2 separate regions of the Gossypium arboreum genome follow, and region 2 is linked to region 1. The links are chromatin contacts, called in public Hi-C maps. All regions are on one chromosome and are shown on one strand. Each heading gives the region's core, a stretch centred on a gene start, on an enhancer-like site or on the middle of the called end of the contact. The rest is flanking DNA. Distances are from core to core; before and after follow the strand shown.

Region 1 (4,166 bases), core at 1,114-3,613:
GACGCTTTCTTCTTTTTCGTTAGTTTCAAAATCTGTGCCACTTGCCGCAGCTCAAAAACCCTAAACCCGGAATCAATCAATCTCATACAATGCTGGTGTTCTTCTCTTACACTTGCAATCTCCTCAAACCCAGAAGCCCGTCGCCTCTCCCTTTCACCTCCATAATGCTCATGTCCCAGTCCACCTCTATCCCTAAAAAACAGGACAGAGTACGCGACCACGGTTTCGACAACTACATGGAAGTGGAGAAAAAGACCCGGAAAGTCCTCAAATTCCAATCTCTCATTCTTTCCCAGCCAAGTCAAACCTTGCCCATCTCTCGTTTCGACTCTCTCGCTCGTCGCCTTGGTCTCGGCTTCAAAGAAAACGAAGCCGCTGCTTATCTCCTTAAATTCCCCCACGTTTTCGAAATCTACGAGCACCCTGTTCTCAGAATCCTCTTTTGCAGGCTAACCCAGAAGGCCCTTCTCCAAATTGAGCAAGAAAAACAAGCACTCCATGCCCAGTTACCTGATGTCGTCACCCGGTTAAGGAAGTTGGTTATGATGTCGAACACGGGCCGTTTGAGACTGGAACACGTTCGGATTGCCAGGAAAGAATTTGGGTTGCCTGATGATTTTGAGTACTCGGTAATTCTCAAATACCCTGAATTTTTTAGATTGTTTGATGCTCGAGATACTAGGAATAAGTACATTGAGATTGTTGAAAGAGATCCCGAGTTAGCTATTTGTGCCATAGAGAAAGTTAGAGAGAGAGAGTACAGAGAAAAAGGACTTGACGCTGAGGATGTTAGGTTCTCATTTCTTGTTAACTTTCCGCCTGGGTTTAAGATTGGTAAGTATTACAGGATTGCAGTTTGGAAGTGGCAACGGGTTCCGTATTGGTCTCCTTATGAGAACGTATCTGGTTATGACTTGAGGTCATTGGAAGCTCTGAAGAGGATGGAAAAGAGGGCAGTGGCAACTATTCATGAGTTGCTGTCATTGACTGTGGAGAAGAAGATTTCTTTGGAGAGGATTGCGCATTTTAGGATGGCGATGAATTTGCCTAAAAAGTTGAAGGATTTTCTGCTTCAGCATCAGGGAATATTTTATGTTTCAACTAGGGGGAATTATGGGAAGCTTCATACAGTGTTTCTTAGGGAAGCTTATAGGAAGGGGGAGTTAACTGAGCCAAATGATTTGTATTTGGCGAGAAGGAAGTTGGGCGAGTTAGTTTTGCTAAGTTCTAGGAAGGCAATGGTGGATAAGGAACTGGTTAGCTATAGGAGGGATACGGAAGTTGATGACATAGTGTGTGTTAGACCAGACTATATGGAAACTGACTTGAAAGATTTTGGGGTTGAATATGAAATAGAGCACGATGAAGAAGGAAATGATAGTTTAGATTCTGATTTTGTTTCTGATGACATAGATGAGACTCAATATTTGGATGAAAAGGAGGATACCGTTTAAGTGAATGACAAGGCCTAAATTCTGTTAGTTATTGTCATTGTTAATTTTGAAACAGTGAACTTATAATTAGCCAGACTTTACAATGGAAGACCACTCTTTACATTCATTAACATTAAGAAGACATTTTGGATTAAGGATAGTTTTTTGGATCTGTAGAGTGCAATGGATTTCTTTGTTGTTGGTGGAAGTAGCATTTCTATGTTAATGGACTATTGAAGAAGCCGAAGGCATCTATTGTGCAATTCTTCTTGCCTGTGTTAGTCACCAATGCAAGATGTTGGTGGAAATTTCAGCAGGTAAATTGAAATAAGAAGCTCCGTGAAGATTTTGCACCATTAAGTTGCTACTGCTATAGTGTAAGTGCCACAAGTCTCTTATTTTTGCCCTCCCTTCCCTCCATCTGCGTTTTAATGTTCTGTTCACCCTTTCAAATTCTGTACAGGTGTTCTTTCTTTCTGTTTGGCAGGAAGAGAAACCAAGAAAAATATTGGTCAGGGTTAAGCAGATGGATGGATGGGTGTTCTACTACACAGGAAAGCAGGCCTTTGGCTTGAAGTAGGTGTCCCTGTTCCATGATAAAGCGTATTGGCTTTTTATTTACATTTTCCTGTCTAGAGTTCTTTTGCAGAGACTAGATAATAGTGAGTCATTACAAATGTAGAATAGGGTCTGATTAAATACTAGTATTTCTGCTGCAAATGACACATTATATCCTGTTCCTTGAGCGCTTAAGGTTTTAAGGAGATAAATATGGTGGTTTTTAAAGAAAACCGTTAGCTTAAAGTTTTATTTTATCATTTCTGGCAACCTTGGAATGAACTGCAAGAGGAATTGGCTTATCTGGTCAAACAAACTGGAATGCTTTCTTCTAATTAGCATCGTATAAAGTTTGCATATTCTCTAGTTAGAAGAATTTGTTTTTATCATACTAGTTTGGCTTTCAAGTTCTAAGCAAAATACAGTCCTGATGGAGTTTGTAGATGAAAGTTATATTGATTGGATTATATTGAGTCTTGATGAGATGAATGTAGAGATGCAAAAATTCTGTGGTTTGGTGAGTGGTAACAGCTCAAAGTATGATGCTGGGTAAGGAGTCTTCCAGTACCTATATCCTACTTCTTATGACATGAGGTTGATCATATTGTAGTATTAGTCTAGAAGAAATTAGGTACACAAGAAGTCTGACAGGGCTGCACGAGATTTTGGGATTTGAATTGAAGCTCAAATTCTAACAATGTCCACAAGTCACTAGGAGACCATATGGTGTTTCTTATAGACCTGGGATTTAATTCCTTGTGATAAAGGAAAATAGTTTTGTTTTACAGCACAACTTTTTTCCAGCCAAGTAATATGCAGGAGGAGAAAATTCTTGTTTTCCAATTCAGAAGATTCTTTTTATCACAGCTTATATAAAGCTGTTTTTTTTATTCCTCAATTGCTTTAGCATAACAAGTTAGTCCATATGAGTGGACCAGAAGATGATGTCTGCCAAAAGTCATGGGTCAGAAATTGGTTGGTTTGGTTTGAAAATCAAGAGCGAAAAATATCTTAAAAGCCAAACAAACTATAGTTTGTGTCACGTATGTGTCAAGTATTAGGTTTGAAATCTGGATGAGTCTTCATAATCCCACGTGTGAGCACTGAAAACAACAGACACCAACATAGTCTTTGATGAGTATAAACTTGATTCTTGAGAATTATGAATTGGATATTTCTTTGTATACAGTTGACACCAGACACACTCGGTCAGAACCCCTGGCCCTGTAACAAGGGTTGCCCTATCACAGGTAGAAGGCGTCAGCCTGGCCACTTTATTAATTTTTCAACTAATGGTTCTTAGCAGGTTGTGATTGTGATAACAATTTGGATGGCGAAAGCTTTTGTTGCTTTGCATTTGTGTTACGCAAGGCATAATTTTATACTCTGAAATAACAACACTGATTACAGGTTTGATTATTAACCCCCTTATTATTATTATTTTTCATTATCTTGGATAGTGATTTTGTTGTGAAAAACTTTAATAATTTATTGAAAATTTCATGTAACTGGATAATTAACTAAATATTAGGAATTATGGCTGAAAAGGAGCATTGTCATTTTGATTTGAATTTAATATCGAACAAGGGTTGTAGGGACATTTTATTTGAATAAATGTGCAATGCATCTTGTTCATTATTAATTTATCTTTTAATAAATTAGGAACCGACCATCTTTCATGTTTTCAAACGTGTCTTGGTCTACTATTTTTGTCTTTGTTTTACCGATTATCATGGGACATATTTAAATTAGTTATAACAAATTATCTTATACAATCGACGTATACTAATCAATGAAATCTGAAATTGACATTACATTTTAATAAATTCATATAATTTAGTTGGGATTGAACGAATGAGCTCAAAAATAATGTTTGTGTTATATTTTAAGATGTATATATATTTCTTATAATTTGAGAGGAAAATGGGATTATTTGAAATTGAACTCAAGTTATGATGTACTTTTTGTGATAAGACTTTTGCTATTAGACCAAGTTGGTGACAATTATAATGTGTTTTTAATTGATGGGTTGGGGGTGTCATTTTGTGGTTTTCGCGTAGACGTCCCACGATCCCACCATCAGCACCCAAAGTCCTAAACCCCTATGTACATATTTTGAGGGCTAATCTAGTGTCTAATCTGCTCACGTGAAACCATTCAGCAGCAGCCGTCAGA
Region 2 (4,166 bases), core at 804-3,303, 210 kb after region 1:
ATCCATTAAAATGAACTCAATAATTAATCATCCACATTCTGTAGGCTCATAAAGTAGTTAAATGCTAGCCACGAGTTCTAAAGTTATTCCATATCTAGGACGAGCATCAAACCCTCGAGCCATATCACTTAACTCCTGTGATTGGACGTGTGGTTTTTTATTTATAATTTTGTACTGATTGGTGGGGATTTATCCAACCAGATAAGGGTGTTGGGCGGGAAAAGGGCAAAGTTGAATCTTTTCGGAGGCTAGAAGTGCAGATATTCTTTGTTACCTCAGGGCCTTAAATTGCCACTATACCCTTTTCATTTTTAATGAGAATTTGAAAAAAAAAAAAAACCAACCAAATATATTTATGACAATTTGATAGAAGATGTTAGTCCAAATCTCCATTAGTTGTGGCGTTTTGGTGTTAGTCCCATCCCCTCATGTTCCCCCATTGTTCAAAACATGATATTTCAATAATTAATTTGGTTCTTATATTATTCCGCAAATAATAATTTTTTAACATTATTTTGAAAAAATAAATCTAAATATTTCAACAAAATAGTCAAATTACATCCCCAATTGGAAAATAAATTACAGGAAAAATTAACAAAACCTATATTAAGAAATAAAATTTATTGGTGCAGGAAATAAATTTTTTGTAGTAATAAAAAAAACAATTTGGAAGTCATTTCGTTCTAATAAATCGTGAAATAAATGTAATGAGCAAAAAGTCCAAAAGCCTATGCCCCAAATAATAACAAATTGCAATGCAATAGATTATATAATAATATATAGGGTGTCATTCATTAGAGAAAGAGACCTTAAAAATTCTGTTATTCTCTTGATAGATGGAGTAGTTTGGGACCTTGCCATAGTTTGCCACGTGCCCACCAAAGCAATGGGGGATGTGGGTCCACAGACAGAACCCAAACCTATACTTCTTACATAAAAACAGTCACCTTACCAAACTGTAGCTCACACAACGGTACAAGATTTCAAAGTGAAACTAATACCATCACATTAAACATACGTGTCAAACCCTAAATCCAGGACACCAGAGATACTTCCATCTTATTTACTTGCTTAATCAGTAGTAAATTATGTATGTATGTATTATTATGGAAGTGGCAGAGTCATCTTCTTGATCTTGCAGCAGTTTCTCTCTGGGCATTGAAGTAAACTGCAGCCACTGGGAGGCCCAAACCGTTGTCGGCTGAGAACCTCCGTGTGTTGAAACAATCCCTGGAAGATGGTGGCCTCACTGTTTGTCTTCCTCTCTGTTTGAACAGTACGAACACGTATCTATGGATGCCCACTGTTGGCTTTGGAGTCTCGTAGCTAATAACTTCCCTCCCTATTGTTTGATTATTGCTAATATTAATTATGAGTTAAAGAAGAGAGTCATAAAAGCACAAATTGCAGTCTTGGGAACTCACCAAAGGAAGCATCAGTAGTACCCGGAATGTCGGTAACCATCCTGAAATTTACATTTTGAACAAAAGAAAAGAGAGTATATTTTAAATTCTAATGCCAGCAACTTTTATTTTATATTGTATCTATGGATACTAATAAATGCAATACAAACCAGTGCAAATGTTCTCTCAAGTAGGGATCACTAGGGCTTGGAGCATCGGGATCTGTCATGATCTGGAAAAAAGAAGAAGAGAAATTAGTAAGAAATATTGCAAGATGGATGGCTAATGTTTAATGCTTAAATAATACTTACTAAAGTGTAAGAAGGTCTCATGTCGTCGCCGCCAATCTCAACCCGAGGTCTAGCAGTGATGAGGGCAGGCATGAGCTCATGGCCATTGGCAACTTGTTTGTTGGAGTTGTAAGTTACTGTTATTTTGACACTAGGGAAGAAATTGTCCACCACCTCTCCTATAACTCTCCCGATGATAAGTGGGTCGGGGACTCTTGACATGATATATATATTTTTATCTAATGAAGATTGCAACACTTCTAACTAGATCGAAAGGAAAGTTAATGTATGCTTTGTAAGCTACTTTGAATTTTGATGCAATGGGTTTGGGAGAAAATATGAGAACGTTTATAGATAAGAGGAGAGTGAATGGAGCTTGGGTTTGATTTGAAGCTCAAAGATTCCAAAATTCTTCAGTTTACCATAAGAAGAAAAGAAGTCTATTTGCGGAATAGATTTTTGACAAGCTTTTTAATTCTCTTATTTCCTTTTTAACACAGCAATTCTTCAGGGGTGGCGAATCATGAACATGGGTTTTTCTTCAAGAAAAAAAAAAATCGGGTTCAAGATGGTATGTATAGACATTTTCATTTAAATTTTAGGGTAAACATCGGTATATATAAAATTTTCTGGGTTTGATATATTTATTAAAATAATAATTAAAAAATTTTAAGGTAGACCATATCATTAGTTATTAAATTATGGGTAAGTTTTTTAATTTTGTTATTGAATTATTCAAAAGTTTTTTATTAAGTCATTAGATTGTTAAATTTAATGCTATATGGCTTTTTCTGTTTGCACTATTTGCACAATCGAAAGCTCTTTTTTTCCTTCTCTTCTACAATTCAATTTTTTTCATAAAATAGCTTTGGACATCACGAATCTACGAATTAAAATTTAAATAGTTTTTTCTCCAATCTTCGACATTGATCGTTAAATCGACTTGGATCTAGGGTATGTTCTTCTACTCATTGAAGGATACCGATCCACCATTCCGATCATTGAATCGTGACTTGAAGCTCACTGATTAATAGGGAAAGGAATAGTGGGAAGAGGGAGAGCGAGAGAATCAGAGTAGGGGGAGGGATGGTGGGGAAGAGGAAAAGGGATGGGAGAGCGCGTTGGTAGGGGGAGGGAGATGAGAGGGGAAGGGGAGAGAAGGATGGAAAATAGCAGCTTCATTACGTCTGTAACGGAAAATGATTAGTTAGTGGTTACTAATTTGTTATTTTTCGAAAGTGTCGTGACTGAGTTGAAAGTTGGGTAATTGATCTTAAAGGATCGAAATCAGAGTGGGGAGCTAATAAAATTTAAAAGGAAACAGGTTTGATTTATAGATGCATAAAAATGAAAACGAAAATCGTCGGGCAGTGTCCCACCCCGCCGGTTATCATATTCCTAGAAATCACGGGAGAGATGGGATTGGCTTCTTATAGATCCTTCCCAAAAGCTTCAAATGTTTAATTCTAAACATGTATATCTGTATGGAATCTAACACGTAATAGGGTTATTGGGTTCATAAATTAAAAATGAAGAATACTACAACTTTTTTTTTCTCTAATTTAATATAATATCTTTGTGGACAAATGGGAATTCAACTTTTAAGGTGCTTCACTTTCTCCAATTAGAAAGTAAAGACCAAAACTAAAAAAAGCTTATCAACAACCTTGAAAACATGTAGTAGTAATTAATTCAATGGAGGCAAGGCAAAGGCCGCACTTTTCTGGATCCCTTTTTCTTATCTTTTACCCAATTCCTTTCCATATATAAACATTTTAATCCAAGCCTGTGCATGGATACAGCAACTAAACTACTTTCTCCACCAAGCTTTGGAGCTTTGCTACTTCTACTCCTCACTTAATTATATGTGAATTTAGCGTATAACGCTTAGCAACAATTTTTCCGTAATTACCATATAACTTGGGAGTTTTTGTCTTCTTGTTTCGTGAATGTTTATCCATTATTACGAAGCCTAAAGTAGCAGAATTTTCAAATTAATAAACTTTGATCAAATTTTTGTAATTAATATAAGTATTTTCCACTTCAAAATATACTAGAGATTCGCACTTAAATGGTACCTTGTCATTTCAAGTTAAAATGGAATTGTTTACTGGACTACTTTCAATATTAAATATACCACTGATAAGTGATAATCGATGCATTTTAATTTGCATTATAATAATAATTTTGTCATATAAGAAAACACCAATATTAAAAACATTAATCTTTCTTGAAGAAAATTTTTATCTAAATTCTAAACCATGAATTATAAATCTATCAGCGGCAATTTTTTACCGTTACTTTCCACACAGAAGCAATATATATGTTTTCATAGTTTTTATATGCTTTAATTTTAATTAATTTAGCAGTTATATTTTAGAGAAAATATTTAGTGCACCAATACATAAATTTCATACATAAATAAACAAACATTGGAGCATTTATAAATAAATATTAGTAATTTATTTAACAT

Evidence for each region. A called contact is a pair of places that touch in the nucleus more often than the background predicts.
Region 2: a Hi-C map of leaf shows a contact between it and region 1, with 4 times the contacts expected there. The contact joins the promoter of LOC108469214 here to the promoter of LOC108464988 in region 1. A contact is called at or near these places in 2 of 5 Hi-C or Micro-C datasets (both in leaf).

The regions. Positions count from the first base shown.
Region 1 is chr8:69,980,409-69,984,574 of ASM2569848v2, forward strand. LOC108464988 (E3 ubiquitin-protein ligase XBAT33-like) reads left to right here and starts at 2,364. Exons shown (of 12, transcript XM_017765286.2): 1 at 2,364-3,401; 2 at 4,052-4,166. LOC108464987 (protein ROOT PRIMORDIUM DEFECTIVE 1) reads left to right here. Exons shown (of 2, transcript XM_017765285.2): 1 at 1-1,810; 2 at 1,897-2,224. The coding sequence starts at 90. The coding sequence ends at 1,454.
Region 2 is chr8:70,191,327-70,195,492 of ASM2569848v2, forward strand. It overlaps LOC108469214 (CEN-like protein 1), which reads right to left and starts at 2,054. Exons shown (of 4, transcript XM_017770108.2): 1 at 1,715-2,054; 2 at 1,574-1,635; 3 at 1,425-1,465; 4 at 766-1,342. The coding sequence starts at 1,915. The coding sequence ends at 1,122.